Regions from separate parts of the Mus musculus genome. Here regions 2, 3, 4 and 5 are each linked to region 1. Evidence: chromatin contacts called from public HiChIP or PLAC-seq and promoter capture Hi-C data. All regions are on one chromosome and are shown on one strand. Each heading gives the region's core, a stretch centred on a gene start, on an enhancer-like site or on the middle of the called end of the contact. The rest is flanking DNA. Distances are from core to core; before and after follow the strand shown. Region 1 holds the start of Psmd7 (proteasome (prosome, macropain) 26S subunit, non-ATPase, 7). Region 2 holds the start of D030068K23Rik (RIKEN cDNA D030068K23 gene). Region 3 overlaps Zfhx3 (zinc finger homeobox 3). Region 4 overlaps Zfhx3 (zinc finger homeobox 3). Region 5 holds the start of Zfp90 (zinc finger protein 90).

What was found. Promoter capture Hi-C pulls out the DNA fragments that hold promoters and counts their contacts. HiChIP or PLAC-seq counts read pairs in DNA pulled down with a chosen protein or histone mark.
Region 2: a promoter capture Hi-C map of hippocampal neurons shows a contact between it and region 1, with 9 times the contacts expected there. The contact joins the promoter of D030068K23Rik here to the promoter of Psmd7 in region 1. A contact is called at or near these places in 9 of 39 promoter capture datasets (the 3T3-L1 cell line, cranial neural crest, frontonasal cranial neural crest and 5 more), 1 of 484 Hi-C or Micro-C datasets (pancreatic cancer cells), 1 of 115 datasets of contacts at active chromatin or transcription factors (embryonic hindbrain) and 1 of 9 other capture datasets (embryonic stem cells).
Region 3: an H3K27ac HiChIP or PLAC-seq map of embryonic stem cells shows a contact between it and region 1, with 3 times the contacts expected there. The contact joins the enhancer-like site here to the promoter of Psmd7 in region 1. A contact is called at or near these places in 9 of 39 promoter capture datasets (the 3T3-L1 cell line, the HPC-7 cell line, cranial neural crest and 4 more) and 7 of 115 datasets of contacts at active chromatin or transcription factors (embryonic hindbrain, embryonic stem cells and epiblast stem cells).
Region 4: a contact with region 1 is called in a promoter capture Hi-C map of liver, with 2.8 times the contacts expected there. The contact joins the enhancer-like site here to the promoter of Psmd7 in region 1. A contact is called at or near these places in 11 of 39 promoter capture datasets (the 3T3-L1 cell line, 3T3-L1-derived adipocytes, the HPC-7 cell line and 7 more), 2 of 484 Hi-C or Micro-C datasets (nephron progenitors and uterus), 5 of 115 datasets of contacts at active chromatin or transcription factors (differentiating embryonic stem cells, embryonic hindbrain, embryonic midbrain and 2 more) and 1 of 9 other capture datasets (adipose tissue).
Region 5: a promoter capture Hi-C map of pre-B cells shows a contact between it and region 1, with 2.9 times the contacts expected there. The contact joins the promoter of Zfp90 here to the promoter of Psmd7 in region 1. A contact is called at or near these places in 3 of 39 promoter capture datasets (liver and pre-B cells).

Annotation. Positions count from the first base shown.
Region 1 is chr8:107,587,043-107,589,742 of GRCm38.p6, reverse strand. It overlaps Psmd7 (proteasome (prosome, macropain) 26S subunit, non-ATPase, 7), which reads left to right and starts at 1,261. Exons shown (of 7, transcript NM_010817.2): 1 at 1,261-1,464. The coding sequence starts at 1,391.
Region 2 is chr8:109,073,820-109,076,637 of GRCm38.p6, reverse strand. D030068K23Rik (RIKEN cDNA D030068K23 gene) reads right to left here and starts at 1,416. Exons shown (of 10, transcript NR_126329.1): 1 at 1,270-1,416; 2 at 894-1,164.
Region 3 is chr8:108,728,755-108,731,454 of GRCm38.p6, reverse strand. The region is part of intron 1 of Zfhx3 (zinc finger homeobox 3); the gene reads right to left. Among named protein-coding and RNA genes, the nearest start is that of Zfhx3, 15 kb to the right of the region's middle. Within about 2 kb of position 1,439, at least 38 of the 459 cell types and tissues checked have an H3K27ac peak or open chromatin away from gene starts, as enhancers often do. A contact at or near this core is called in the HPC-7 cell line, embryonic stem cells, epiblast stem cells and 1 more, where this site is marked.
Region 4 is chr8:108,909,751-108,912,450 of GRCm38.p6, reverse strand. The region is part of intron 4 of Zfhx3 (zinc finger homeobox 3); the gene reads right to left. Among named protein-coding and RNA genes, the nearest start is that of Mir3108, 26 kb to the left of the region's middle. Within about 2 kb of position 1,325, at least 53 of the 459 cell types and tissues checked have an H3K27ac peak or open chromatin away from gene starts, as enhancers often do. A contact at or near this core is called in adipose tissue, liver and uterus, where this site is marked.
Region 5 is chr8:106,414,006-106,416,705 of GRCm38.p6, reverse strand. It overlaps Zfp90 (zinc finger protein 90), which reads right to left and starts at 1,379. Exons shown (of 4, transcript NM_011764.4): 1 at 936-1,379. The coding sequence starts at 968.

The DNA.
Region 1 (2,700 bases), core at 12-2,511:
TGCTTACAGACGGGAGACTGGCATGGCTGTCCTCTAAGAGGCCCTACCAGCAGTTGACTTAGACAGACAGATACTTACACCCAAGCATTGAATTGAAATTGGGGACCCCTATAAAAACTAAATTAAATTGAATAAATAAAAATGCTTGCTTTAATTAATTAATTTTAATTAATTTAGCCATGGTGTTTTGGGTTGGTGGCCTTTCTCCCCAAATCTTTGGGATTAACAAAACCTGAATGTTGTTGCACTCATTATGTCACAGTGAGCATTAAGGAAAATTCCCAGAAATAAAAACTATAGATAAAGTATCCAGTCATACACCCAAAGTGTGCCCTTGGTGTTAGAGACCGAGAGCATCTCTAAACCACGTGTGGTCGCATATGCTGTCACCCTTGTACTTAGGAGGAGGTAGAGACAGGGGACCACCCTGGACTATACAACAATTTCCATGCTAGTCAATGTCATAGAAGGCCCAACTTCAAAAGCAATGAAATAAAACATTAAAAATAAATAAATAAAAACCAGGTGTGATGGCATATGACTTTAACTCCAGCACTCAGGGAACAGAGGCAGGTAGAGGCCAGTCAGGTCTACAACGTGAGTTCCAGGACAGCCAGGGCTGTTACATAAAGAAACACCGTCTCAAAAAAAAAAAAAAAAAAAAAAAAAGAAGCAAAACAAAACAAAAACCAAAACCCAAAAACAAACAAACAAACAAATGAAACTCCTCTGGGAAATTTTGAAACAGTGCTGACTTAAAGTGTTAAGTGAAAGTTAAGGGCTGGTGAGATGGCTCAGTGGGTAGGAGCACCTGACTGCTCTTCCGAAGGTCCAGAGTTCGGATCCCAGCAACCACATGGTGGCTCACAACCATCCGTAGCGAGATCTGACTCCCTCTTCTGGTGTGTCTGAAGACAGCTACAGTGTACTTACATATAATAGATAAGTAAATCTTTGAAAAAAAAAAAAGAAAGTTAAATATATGTCGTTAATTATTTGATTAGTAGAAGTACACGCTGTTACTACTTATGTTTATCTGCCTTTTTCTACAACCTTCCAAGGAGGAGAAATGGTGAGCTGGCAAACAACTGAGGAAAAACAAAAACGAAAACAAAAACAAAAACAAAAACCTAGGGAAAGGCTCAATGCCAAGCTTCGTCAATAGCCTAAGTCCCACAGAAGGCAAGGCGGTTCTTTCCCTTTCTCAAGATGGCGCCCCTGGCGACAGGGCGGGCACGAGCGCAAAGCGCTCTGGGAGCGGAAGTCGACTGTGCAGCGGCGGTCAAACCGGAAGGGGAGGTGCTGGGGCCTGGAGGAGCGGCCTGTGTCGCTGCGGTTGCTGGTGTTTGCGGGTTGCAGGGAGCCGGGCCGGTGGTCGGGCTGTGTCGCGATGCCGGAGCTGGCGGTGCAGAAGGTGGTGGTTCACCCCCTGGTGCTGCTCAGTGTGGTGGATCATTTCAACCGGTGAGCGGGTGGCGCGTGGCGGCCACACGGCGCAGGGCTGCTGAGTCACGGGCGCGCCGGGCACAAACGCGGCGGCCGGGGACACGGGTTGGGACAAGCGACCCCAGCGGCTCCACACCGCGGTGCTCGGTACCCATTGACAGCCTCGCACCCCCACCGAGGCCGCCACTCCTGAGTCTGGCCCGCCTGGCGAGGCCCCGGAGCCGGAACGATGCTACCCGCCGAGGCCGCGCCTTTTCCCAGAACGGCTGGGCGCCGTTTAAGACCGAGCTTCAGTCTCGTGTGCCCGTGCCTGTAAAAGCTGTCACTGAAACCCCGGTCTCGGAGTCCCCGATGAACGATTTTCTGGATGAGGCAGGGATCATAGCCAAGTTTCGATTTGGGATTCTGGTCGAATGGTACCTTTAAAATGGGAATGAATAAGGTGTCGGCTTGTTCCTCTAAAAACGAGGCAGGTGCAGATTGGGGCCAGCCTACAGTTCCCTTGGGTAGCTCACTGCCACCCTTGCCTGCTCCAGCCGTTCATCCGGCCAGACCTGTTGCACGTGTTCGGAAGTTTTACAAGATAATTAGTGTGAGGAGTTAACAAATATGAAGGTCCAGTAGGGAGTCTACTTGCAGTCAAGTCGGCGCTAGTGCCTGGTCTGAAGCAGGCTTTGTGCAGCTAACTCAACCAGAGCCAAAAAAAAAAAAAAAAAAAAAAAACCTCAAGACGGAGCCTTTTGAGTCTGAATTCAGTTGTATTGTTCGGAATGCCTGGGATACTAGGGGCCCTGATGGGGTGAACACTGTTTAAGCTTTATTTTAACAATTGGTAAGAATGGGGGGGGGGGGTGCAGACACTGTTGGTAGTTGTATCAAGGAACAGATGGAGGGGCTTTAAAGACTCGTGGATGAAGTTTCCTTTGGCATGTGGAAACTCGTTGTTTGAAGTAGTTTTAGTGGGTTAGAGAGGTGTAATGTTACTTTCACTGTGGCTTGTGTGTTTCCTTAGCATAGAATTAAGTTGTTTCCAAATATGCAGTTTGTTAGTGGCTAAAGAAAACAATTCTTGCTGGGCGTGATGGCGCATGCCTTTAATCCCAGCACCCCGGAGGCAGAGGCAGGCGGATTTCTGAGTTCGAGGCCAGCCTGGTCTACAAAGTGAGTTCCAGGACAGCCAAGACTACACAGAGAAACCCTGTCTCGGAAAAAAAAAAAAACAAAAACAAAACAAACAAACAAAAAAAAACAAAA
Region 2 (2,818 bases), core at 167-2,666, 1.5 Mb before region 1:
ACAGTGAGAAACTAGAAAGCTTAAAAACAGAGGCACATACATAAAAACTAGATGGGGGGATGTTTGTGGGGGGAGTGACATTATCAATTCAGTGCCAAAGGATGTCCTGGTCCAGGAATTATCAGATCTTTTTCTGTAAAGGCTAAGATGGTGTCTGTCAGGTGCAGAAGCAGTCCTAGATAATAAACTAAATACTGTGACAGTAAATACCAACAGAACTTTACTTATAAATGGCAACAAAACAATTTTAAAGCCAATTAAAAAAAAAAGGAAGCCATTTTTCCCAACATGCATAAAGCAGCAGCCATTTTATAAAAGAAAAGCATCTAGTTGGGTTTTGTGCTTAATTATTTCTACTTAAAATATATATACAATAATATTTTTAGAGCCCTAGGGAATCCATAGTTTACAGATGAGTATAGTTACAGATGAGTCAACTTTTAAAAGTGACACGTTTTCTTTGTATGTGCCATATTCTCAAGAAAACCTCCACCTTTTTTTTTTCCTGGTTTGTAAGGGGGACTGTGATCTCCTCCACTTACAAAAATAATATTTAAGAATCTGTTTAGGTACTCACATTGAATAATCAAATTGGGGATCCCCAAGGAGGGAATCTGATGAGAGCTCTTAATGATATATCTCAAATCTCCTGATTTCAAGGGAAATTAAATATTTAGGTTGGGGGAGGGGCGTAATAATACACTGAGAAGCTACAGGTTAGTAGTGAGGTTCCAATAAGTCACTAATTTTATGCATCAGGTCAAGGATCAGAGGCGGTTTCCAAGAGATATTTAGTCTTTCCAAATTCTAAGTCTTCATAACCCAAATAGACTTATGTATCACTAGGGTTTGCCCAAGAACAAAATAATTGCGTTTTCAAAGGATTAACTTACATTTTGCAGCACGTTGCAGAGTGTTTCCAACTTATGGTTTTGAGCAGGAAGGTCTGGGAGACCAGCAGCATCCTTTCTTCAAGAAAGTTCTGGGCTCAGTTTGTGAAGGGTGCTGGTGGTAGTGTGCTCGTTAGGCTGCTTGAGAGCCTTTCCCATCATTTTCAGACGCACTGAGAAAAGTATCTGATGGTGATGGAGACACGGATGTGATGAGAGAAGTCAGTGGGGTGTAAACCACAACTGGGAAAGGTGTGGAGCGCGCGCGGGAACCCTGCGGAAGGTTACAAGCAGAGCATCCCTCAGGAGCGTAAATGAGGGAAAGGCACCCCGGCTTGGAGGAACAGACCTAAGGTGAAAACCAAGAAGCTGGCGTCACCTCTCTGAGGAGGTTTGCTGCTGGTCGCTCCAGCACGCTTTTCCTCACTTGCTCACGCCCAAGACCGCAGTCTCCCTCAGTTGTAGGATTCCATCCATCCCTGAAGATGCCAAAGATTCAAAACAGAGCGCTTGTCCCGGACGCTCTGGAGTGAAAGACAGATGAGCCAATGGAAGCTCAGCTTGGGCCAGACGTGGGGGGCGTGGCTAAGGTGGGCGGGCCTATTGAGTTGATTTCTGGCTGGCTGGTGATGAACTAAGTTTCTAGCCTTTGGCCTCTGGGGTCTTGAAGGTAACCCTGAGACTGAGCTAGGAACAGCAGGAGTTCGCCTCCTTTCTCCTCTCTCACCAGACTAGTTACCTGTGTAGTAAGACTCTGCGAAGGGTTTCCCTAAGGTAAGCATATGGCCATATACCTTTATAGAAGGTTACGAAAGTCAGTGATCCACTTTGTCAAACACACAAACTTGAAAGAACGGATGAATCTGTGAACTTCCCGTAGCTTACGGAACAATGTTTATTTTTGCTGTTTAGCTGCAGTCCATTTTTCTGCCATTAAATATCGGGTGCCATCTGCGTTCCAGAGACATGAGGTTTTCTCCAACTACTTGAGACTCCTCAACGACGAGGGCCACCAGGCCCCACTAAATTGCAGTTCTTTCTAATCCCAGAATTCTGTCTGACTAAGGGACAAAGAGTTAGATTGTTTATATTTTCTGTAACACTCAAAGGTTCTGGGGCTTAATTTTTTTTTTTTTTTTTTTTGTCTCTAATGGAAAGATCTACTGGTGGTTTGAGCCAAACCATTTCCAGAATCAAACCGATTCAGCTGAGTCTCCCCGGTTCTCCTCTGTTTCAGGTGAATATTATCAGGTAGTTAATTGTCTATCAAGTTTATCACTTATACGAAAGAAAGGAAACTTTTTTTTAAAGTGATGGGGTTTTCCAGAAGCGTTTGAGAGACAGACACTTTGTGCTGTTGCAATAAAATCTTGGTTTTAAAAGAACATCCTGAAACAAATCATGAAAGTCACTGTTAATTTCTTGTCATCCAGAAAGCTAAGAGAAACTGTGTGCTCCACTTAATTCTTCTCCAGAAGAATTTCTGCTCCAAATTTAAAATGGAAGGATGTGTTCAAGAAAACGTTAGATTTATGTCTTTAAGTTTCTCACAACTCCTTTCCAAAAATTCTTCAAAACTCTTTGCTGACAAGCACTTTCAGAAATAGCTTAGATGACATTGAATAATTTCCTCTCAACCTGAAGACTTGAAATTTCACAAAATAAAAAATTAAGTATGTTACAATGCTTAGGGATGAAACATTAATGAACTGAGTAATACATTCTTAAGGAGAGGCACTTAAAACACAGGACACCTGCATTATTAGAGCTGTATAATGTGATGCGATTTGATAAATAGGCAGGAGATTATGAAATGTCCAAGAATTCGAGACAGAATGTTCTGGAAGCCGCTTCCTGCCTACACAGGCCATTTGAAGATGCAACAGCTCAGCAGAAGTCCCAGAGTACTTCATGGTGAATGAAAGCAT
Region 3 (2,700 bases), core at 190-2,689, 1.1 Mb before region 1:
TCCTGCTCATTTGGGGGTTAGTTTTATTTTGTCTTGCTTTCAACTGCCTCTCTAGCTCAGAAATCCTCGAGTCTATTTTAAAAAAAAAAATTTTATATGTCAAAGAGATACGTATCCTACTGCCCCATGTTGCTAAACAGACACAAAGACTCTGCAAGACCAACAAGGGCACACGGTTCTATAAATCATCACAGAAGGGTATGCAAAAGTTATCACAAACAGTTAATCTTCATCTGAAGGGGTTTCGAAACTCCCCGGGTCACTAAGAAAAAACTTAAGGGAAGAAATGTGAACAGGAACACTCAAACCTAAACTCTGTCCATGCCAGAGAGACTTGGAGGGAGGTTCCCAAGTACTTCTGCCCAGTAACTCTGGGGTGCAGGTCAGGGACGAAACAGGATCTGGAGCACTCCAATGATCAGGAGGCCAAAGGGGAAAAGCAATTTTCCTTGGTTTGAAGGAACCACAACTGGCTTGTGACGATCCACTTCGGTCCCTGCCTCATACAACAAATTTCTGCTTAATTGCTGTTTTGCATCTCGTTGAGACATCGAATAAACAGTACTTAAGTATTTCCAGACAAAAACAATAACTCACTAATGACTAAGGCACTGCTAATTAAAATGCCCCTGTGATGGCATGACTGGACTCAGAGCCACCACAAGGAACAGAAGTGCCCAGGCCTCGAACACATGAACCAGAACCCCAATCATCATACATTTGGGGGGTGGGGGGAGGTTATGATCTGTTCCTTCCTCCATAGGTCAAAACGGCCCTGTGGTGGGAAGGAAGGGTGACCCTTCCGGGATCTGAGGATAGGCCGTGGAGTTCGGCAGGAGGGGAGGCATGCAGGTTCTAGAAGGATGCCAGACAGAAGAAATACAGCCCAGAAGCCTCTGGGCCAAGTGTGTGGCCTGACACAGTCCTCGAGACTTTGTGCATGGCTAAGATCTTCTAAAGAGGAGGCAAATGTGTTGTTAAACAACCAAACAGATACCCCTTCTGGAAAAGATGAGTCTTACTCCATAATGTGCTCTGAAGGCTCCAAAGGCCAAGTCCCTTTCCAAAACAAACAAACAAACAAACAAACACCAAAACCAGACAGACAAACAAACAAAAAACCAAAACCAGACTGGGAAAGAAGGAAACTAGGGTGTGTGCTACCGTTTGGCAGAACTAAAGGGTCACCTTAACCCAGTTTCCAGCGTTCCAAGTGCACCTGGGACCTAGCAAACTTCTCTTCCTCCAGAAAACAAGAAAGCAAATCAGGCAACTTCCCCTTGCAGTGTGGGGTTGGGGGATGGGGGAAGGCCTCAGCAAAAGAAAAGGAAAAGAAGTATCCAAGCTTGCAAATGACTCTCTCTTCCTCCTCCTAGGGCAGGTTAAAGACCTGCTAGTTAGCACCAGGAAGGGGGTGGAGGGAAGCCATTGAAACCACAGGGGCCTAATACCCATCTGTATTCACAATCAGCCCCTTTAGGGGGGTAAAATCGGAGAGGTTGGAACTGTTTACTTTCACCTAATGTCCACGTATACAAATCGGGCGCGGTGCAGGCCCCTCTGGGCAGAAGGGGCCAGTCAGCTTTTCAGGCCCCCAAGGCAGCGAGCGCCACCATGGCTGTCTTCCTACCACATTCCAGTTTCTCATCAAAGGATAAGGGGTGGGGGGTGGGGGCAAGTCCTCCGCCTATCCTGCCCATCGCCTCCATGCAAAGGGGGGGGGCACAGGTGCTTCCCCTCCCCACCTCCTAGGATCCTACAGAGCCCAGAACAGCCTCGAAGAAACTTGCTAAGGACTTTTAGGGTCTGACCTAGGAAGAAATTCCCCCCCTACTTTCCGGTCCTCAAAGACGATTGCTGTTCAAAAACTCCATCTCAAAAGGGACTCCCCCCTTCCCAAAACTAAAAGCCTCTCCCCACCCCTACCCCCCCCCCCAGCATCATCAGATCTTGGCCAAGGGAGCTGAATCTATTTGATGTCCTAATGCAAAGCTGGTTCATATCCTAGTGAACAGTTTCAACTTGACTAGGAGAAGGGGTTGGGGGTCATGACACTCCTTTTAAATGCAGATTTGAACTTTTCACCCGGGGTCAGACAGCTGCGATGCTCTGTCCCCAGCACAGGCCAGCTCCAGGGTTTTATTCCTTTTTTTTTTTTTTTTTTCTCTCCCCTGCCTGCCCAGGAGGCCAGCCTGTTAAAGGAATTAGATACCACCCTACTTTAAAACACCAACCTACTAACACCCACTTCTTGCTCTACCAAAGGCACACAGCCCACCAACCTCCCAGGGGGGGCTTAGATGGGCCAAGTGGTGGAAATGGATGAGTGAGCTGACACTCACAGATGAGGACAAGGAACACCTCGCGGATCTTACCACAGGGACCCACTAAGGACTAGGGTGGGGGTGTCAGCAGTGTAGACACAGAAGCACCAAACTCCACTCTGGGCAAAGCATACTCCTCAGAACACAAGCTCCCCACAGCAGATCTGACCGACAGTTCTCACTGCTCTCTACCTTACGAAGAACTGCATTGTGGGGCCTGGAGAGATGGCTCAGCGGTCAAAGAGCATTTGCTTCTCTTGTAGAGGACCTGGGTTCAACTCCTACTACCAACATGGTAGCTCACCATGGTCTGTTATGCCAGTTCCACGGGATCAAACACACCCTTTTCTAGCCTCTGCAAGCACTGGGCACACAC
Region 4 (2,700 bases), core at 76-2,575, 1.3 Mb before region 1:
TAGATGGGAACGGTCTGGCTCTTACAGGAGACAGTTCCCCACACGGTGCGCCAAAGTGTCTCTCAGCACAGGGAGGTTAAATGCCCAACTGGGCCACCAAAGTCAAGGCCAGCACCCACAGCTGCGAAGCAGAGTTGGGAGCTATTACCTGGGACTGATGCTCATGGCTTGAAGCTTTCTAAGCAAGTCTATTTAGGAGGCAGATACAGAGGTGTGTGGGCGGGTTACGGATGCAGGAATACGTGAGGAAATCGCAAGAAGGGGCTGTGGTACTCGTCCCAGAACCTTCGCTCTGGGCCTGCCTGAGTGTTGTCTTGCTTCCTTACTCCATGCAAACAGGAAGCAAAGGCTAACACGTTTCAAGAAGGGGGGGGGGGGCAAGTTAAAAGAGGTTACTTTACTTCAGGAAATTATTATTATTGTTATTATTATTATTTTATTAATTTTGGTTTTTTTCTTCAAGATGAGTAAACCCATTCTTCTTGAGTTTCTAGGCTTTGCTCTATCACCTGTGACTTATAAACTAAGAGAATACTATATATGAGCTTAAAGAAGAACAATTCCTTCACAGGGGATCAGTGACCTCACCCCTATTTCTTTTTTTTTTTTTTTTCTTTTTTTCCTTTTTCTTTTTTTTAAAACAGCAACAACAAAAAACCCAGGTCTCATTTAGCCAAATAGGAGAGTCCCGCTGCAGTTCCATCTGTGACCTACAGGTGTCGCCCTCTGCATGGCAAGGCCTAGAGGGCAACTGGCTAGGAGGCAGGCAAGTCTGGGCTGCACGTGGAAACAATATATGTCTCGGAGAGAATGGTCTAGTCCGGAGGAAATAAAATAGAACATTCATAAGCAGTTACACCATCTGTCTTTAAACCATCATCATCAACAGCAAGAGGGGGTAAAGGCTCTTTAAAATGGATGAAAGCCGAGGCTGACTGTAACCGGAAAACCGTGAGAGTTGAATACCAATAACGGTAGAGAAATGAGTTTTAAAAAAAGAAAAAGAAAAAAAAAAAAGAAAAAAGAAAAAAAGAGGGATGCAGACTGCAAATCTGTCTGGACAGCTCGGGGTTGTGAGGCTTGGCAGACAGTGTGTGTCTTTACTGGTCCCAGAAATGTCACGCAAGCTTTCTCACCAAAGCCCAGGCTTGGGCAACCCACAGGGAAGGAAGCATTGGTGCCCTGGCCCCTCACAGGTGTGGTGGCCATGCCAGCCAGAGCCTGGCCATTGAGCTGGGGCTGCTTGCTAGTCACAGTCCTCCCTGGGGCTATGCGTTGGATAATCTCAGCTGACAGAGCATAGGATGAAGAGACAGCTTTCCTCACTGCATATCACGAATTGCACATTCTGGCCCTGTGTGGCTGGCGGCGGAAACTGGCCGGGGTCACCCCAGGAGCCAAGTTTCTGTTCTGCTTTCTGTAAGGTCCACTACAGACAGTCGACAGAACGGCCGAAGACGTGGGTCAGCTGTGGGTTTTATCTGGAAAATTCTGTCCTTGGCTCAGGGGAACAGGTTGCTCTCCCTCCAGCCAACACTCACGGCAGCCATGACACCCTCAAAGCTCAAGTGGACAGTTTGCAACCGGTTTTCCCTCGGAGCAGTCAAGAAATGATACTTCACCATCCTAACCAGGGCACGGCGGGGACCCTTCCTCAAGGCTGTGACAGACGTGGGCAAGGAGGTCGCCTCCACCCCAGCCCCGGTTCTCAGCGGCAGGCAGCAAAGCCCAGACCACCCCATACAATTCTGGGTTTGGAAAAGGTACCAGGGGAGGGGCCTCTAAAACCTTGCTGGGACCCACCTCGGAGGTGGTGCCCAACCCTGACCTTCGAGTTAGGGTAACTCCTCTTAATCTTATGTGTTTTCATGCCAAACTGAGAAGGGGAAATTTTCTTTTTTTGACCCAAGTCTCAGACTGGCCTCAGATTTGCTGTTAATCATTCAGCCCAATGCTTCCACTGCACTCGAGTTGGGATTACACACATACATACATACATACATACACACACACACATATATACATGCATATATACACATACATACATACACACACACATACATACATACACACATACATACATACACACACATACATACATACATACACACATACATACATACACACATACATACATACATACACACATACATACATACACATACATACATACACACACACATACATACATACACACATACATACACACACATAGATACATACATACACACATACATACATACACACATATATACACACATACATACACACACATAGATACATACATACACACACATACATACATACACACACATACACACATACATACACACACATAGATACATACATACACACACATACATACACACACATATATATACATGCATATATACACATACATACATACACACATACATACATACATACACACACATACATACACACACATATATACATGCATATATATACACATACATACACACATACATACATACATACACACACATACATACATACACACACATACATACACACATATATATACATGCATATATACACATACATACATACACACATACATGCATACACACATACATACACACACACATATACATGCATATATATACACATACATACATACATACATACACAATACATACATATATAGATAAATAAATAAATTGCAAGCAAGCAAGCCAC
Region 5 (2,700 bases), core at 130-2,629, 1.2 Mb after region 1:
GAGCCATCAGGTCCCCTTTAACCTGTATTACAAGGTGGATGTGTACTTCCTGCCGTGAGTACTAGGAACGAAACTAATTCTGCAAGAGCAGCGTGTAAAAGCTTACAGTGTGTGCTCTTAACTGGAGCGCCATCTCTCCAGCCCATCCTTATCATTTTCCAGGAGGTGCTGGGAATTGAACCTAGGACCTCACACATACTAGGCAAGTGATCTACCACTGAGCTATAGTCCTAGTTCTTACCTTCAACTCCAAAGAGAGTTCAGATTATGTTCTCATCAAAGTAAAACGGACAGCCTCAGAGCTTATGTCCAGAAAATGCCCCTTTTGCTACAACTAAAAAGTGGGTTGATAAATCTGTCTCTTACTAATTAACCTGAAGCCGGGGCTATGGAGGGTGCGCACTATTATACATTTGTTAATGGGGAAAGAAAGAAAGGAAAATAAAACGAGTGGGGCGGGGGGGGGGGCAAGAAAAGCTGGAGCTTGTCTGACCAGGTTTGGCTGTAATGGTGGTCTCCGACTCAGCGCCCAACCTTCACCGGCCTCTTATTCTAATAGGTCTCTTCTGCCCCCCTACTATCTCTTTATGGCCTTTGGATGGGAAGCAGGGGGCTTTTCTATTTTGTCCCTCTATCCTCCATTCCTCACTGAAGAGTTCTAAGAAGTGCACACTGCAATAAAGTCTCAGTGCTGACACCCCCAGAACACTTCCTCTCACAAGATCGCACTTCCCTAGTCTCCTCTTTAACTCCATCCTTTCAGAAATCCTGCTCTGCCCAGGGCTGGGCACTTTGGGAGGGGTTTTCTCCAGAGGAGGAGACTCAAAGCGATCCAAACTAAGACTCTCTATACCTATACCAATAACTGTTCCATACAGACTCCGGGGGCCTCTCAGGGTGGGATGCTCCGGGCGGTGGGGGAAGGCTCGGCTCACCTGGGGCTTGGCCGTCGGAGGTCTCGGGGCCATTCCTGCCTCAGTGTGTGCTGGCTATGGTCCAGGGCTGAGGAGAGAGGACAGGATCCACTCACCGGGCTACCCCGAGGCCCCACCCCTTCAGCTCTGCAGCCACTTCGGCCGAAACGTGGGGAGGAGCCCCGCCTTCTCCTGCTGCTCTTCCCAAGGCCAAATGAAAGGCCCCACAGCTTCGGGACAGTTCCTCCGGCCACGCCCAGTCCGTCCGCAGGATGGTCGGCGAGGCCCGGAGGACAGCCTCCTACCCACTGCACTCGGAATCTGCCTCCGGGGCTTCGGAATCCGCGACCTCAGGTCCGCCCCTCTAGCGCCCGCTGCAGTTTCTTGTTCCCGGCAGTACTGCTCTGCAACAACAGGGTCGGACAATGGCCACAGCGGCGGGCGCAGAGCCACGAGTGCGACTGCGCACAATGATCCTCGCGCCTGCCCATCCACGGGTGCAGAAACTACGATTCCCAGCTATCCTCGCGTGCCCGCCCTGCAGAGGTCCTGCCTCCTAGTGGGGGGCTGCAGTAAGAGCACAAGAAGGCGGGCAGGTTAGGTTCAAAGTTTTTCTTTGGTATGTGTGTTTTCTGGAGCTGCTGGAAAGGTTCAAAGTTTTTGTCGTGTGTGTGTGTGTGTGTGTGTGTGTGTGTGTGTGTGTGTGTGTGTGTGTGTTGGAGCTTCTAGAAATTCTCACCGCTCCTTCTTTTCTTTTCTCCTTCTCCTCCACCTCCCATCCCGTTCCCTTTCCCTCCCCCCTCCCTCTTTCTCCCTCTGTGTAGCTCAGGATGTCCAGAAACTCACTCTGTAGACTCAATTCTCAATTCTCTTAGCACACAAGTGGCTAAGGATCGGGAGTTCAAGGTTATCCTAAACTGTGGTTCAAGACCAGCCTGGGCTACAAGAGACCTGGTCTTACAAGCCAAAATAAATAAACAATGCATGCACGAATGACTAAAGTGTATAATTCAATAGACTTTAGTACATAAAAAGAGTTGCACAACCATCGTTGTAGTCTCCTCTTTGAACATTTTAATTAGCCACAAAAGAAAAAAAATCATGTACATTAATAACCGTCCCCTCGTCCTAACCCACCTCCTCTCGATCCCGGGCAACCACTGACCTGTGCTGTCTTTGTGACAAATCTGTCTCTTCTGGGTATCTCATAAGATCAGGCAATATGAAGTTTTATGATTGGCTTCTTTCAGTTATTACAGTGGTTCTGAGTTCATTCACATCACAGGAGTCTCTATCCCATTCTTTTTTAATGCTGAATGAAAGATCTGATTGCCCGAGTGTACCACATTCATTCATCAGTTGGTAGCGTCTGCGTTGTTCACACTGTGAGATTTTATGCTTTTATCTTCAAAGCAACATTACAGAGGATATGTGTGTACACACGTTTATGGGGGTGCAGTTTCATTGATCTGGGGTAGATACAGAGAAGTTGAATTATAGAGATTTGGTAGCACCATGTTTAGCATTTGAAGGAACTGTGAATGTTTTCTAAAGAGGCTGTATCACTTCCATCTTTTTTTTTTTTAAACTAACAGCATATAGATTTCAACATTCCTACCCACACCTGTTACTATTTGTCTTTTTATCACAGTGTTCTGTGGATTTTTGCTGGGATGCGGGGGCGGAGAAAGTATAAATAACAACAAACCCCTTGGAAACTCTGCAAATACTTTCCACACTAGACAACAGTAGCAGACAGATACGCACAAAACAGAAGTTTAAGAGA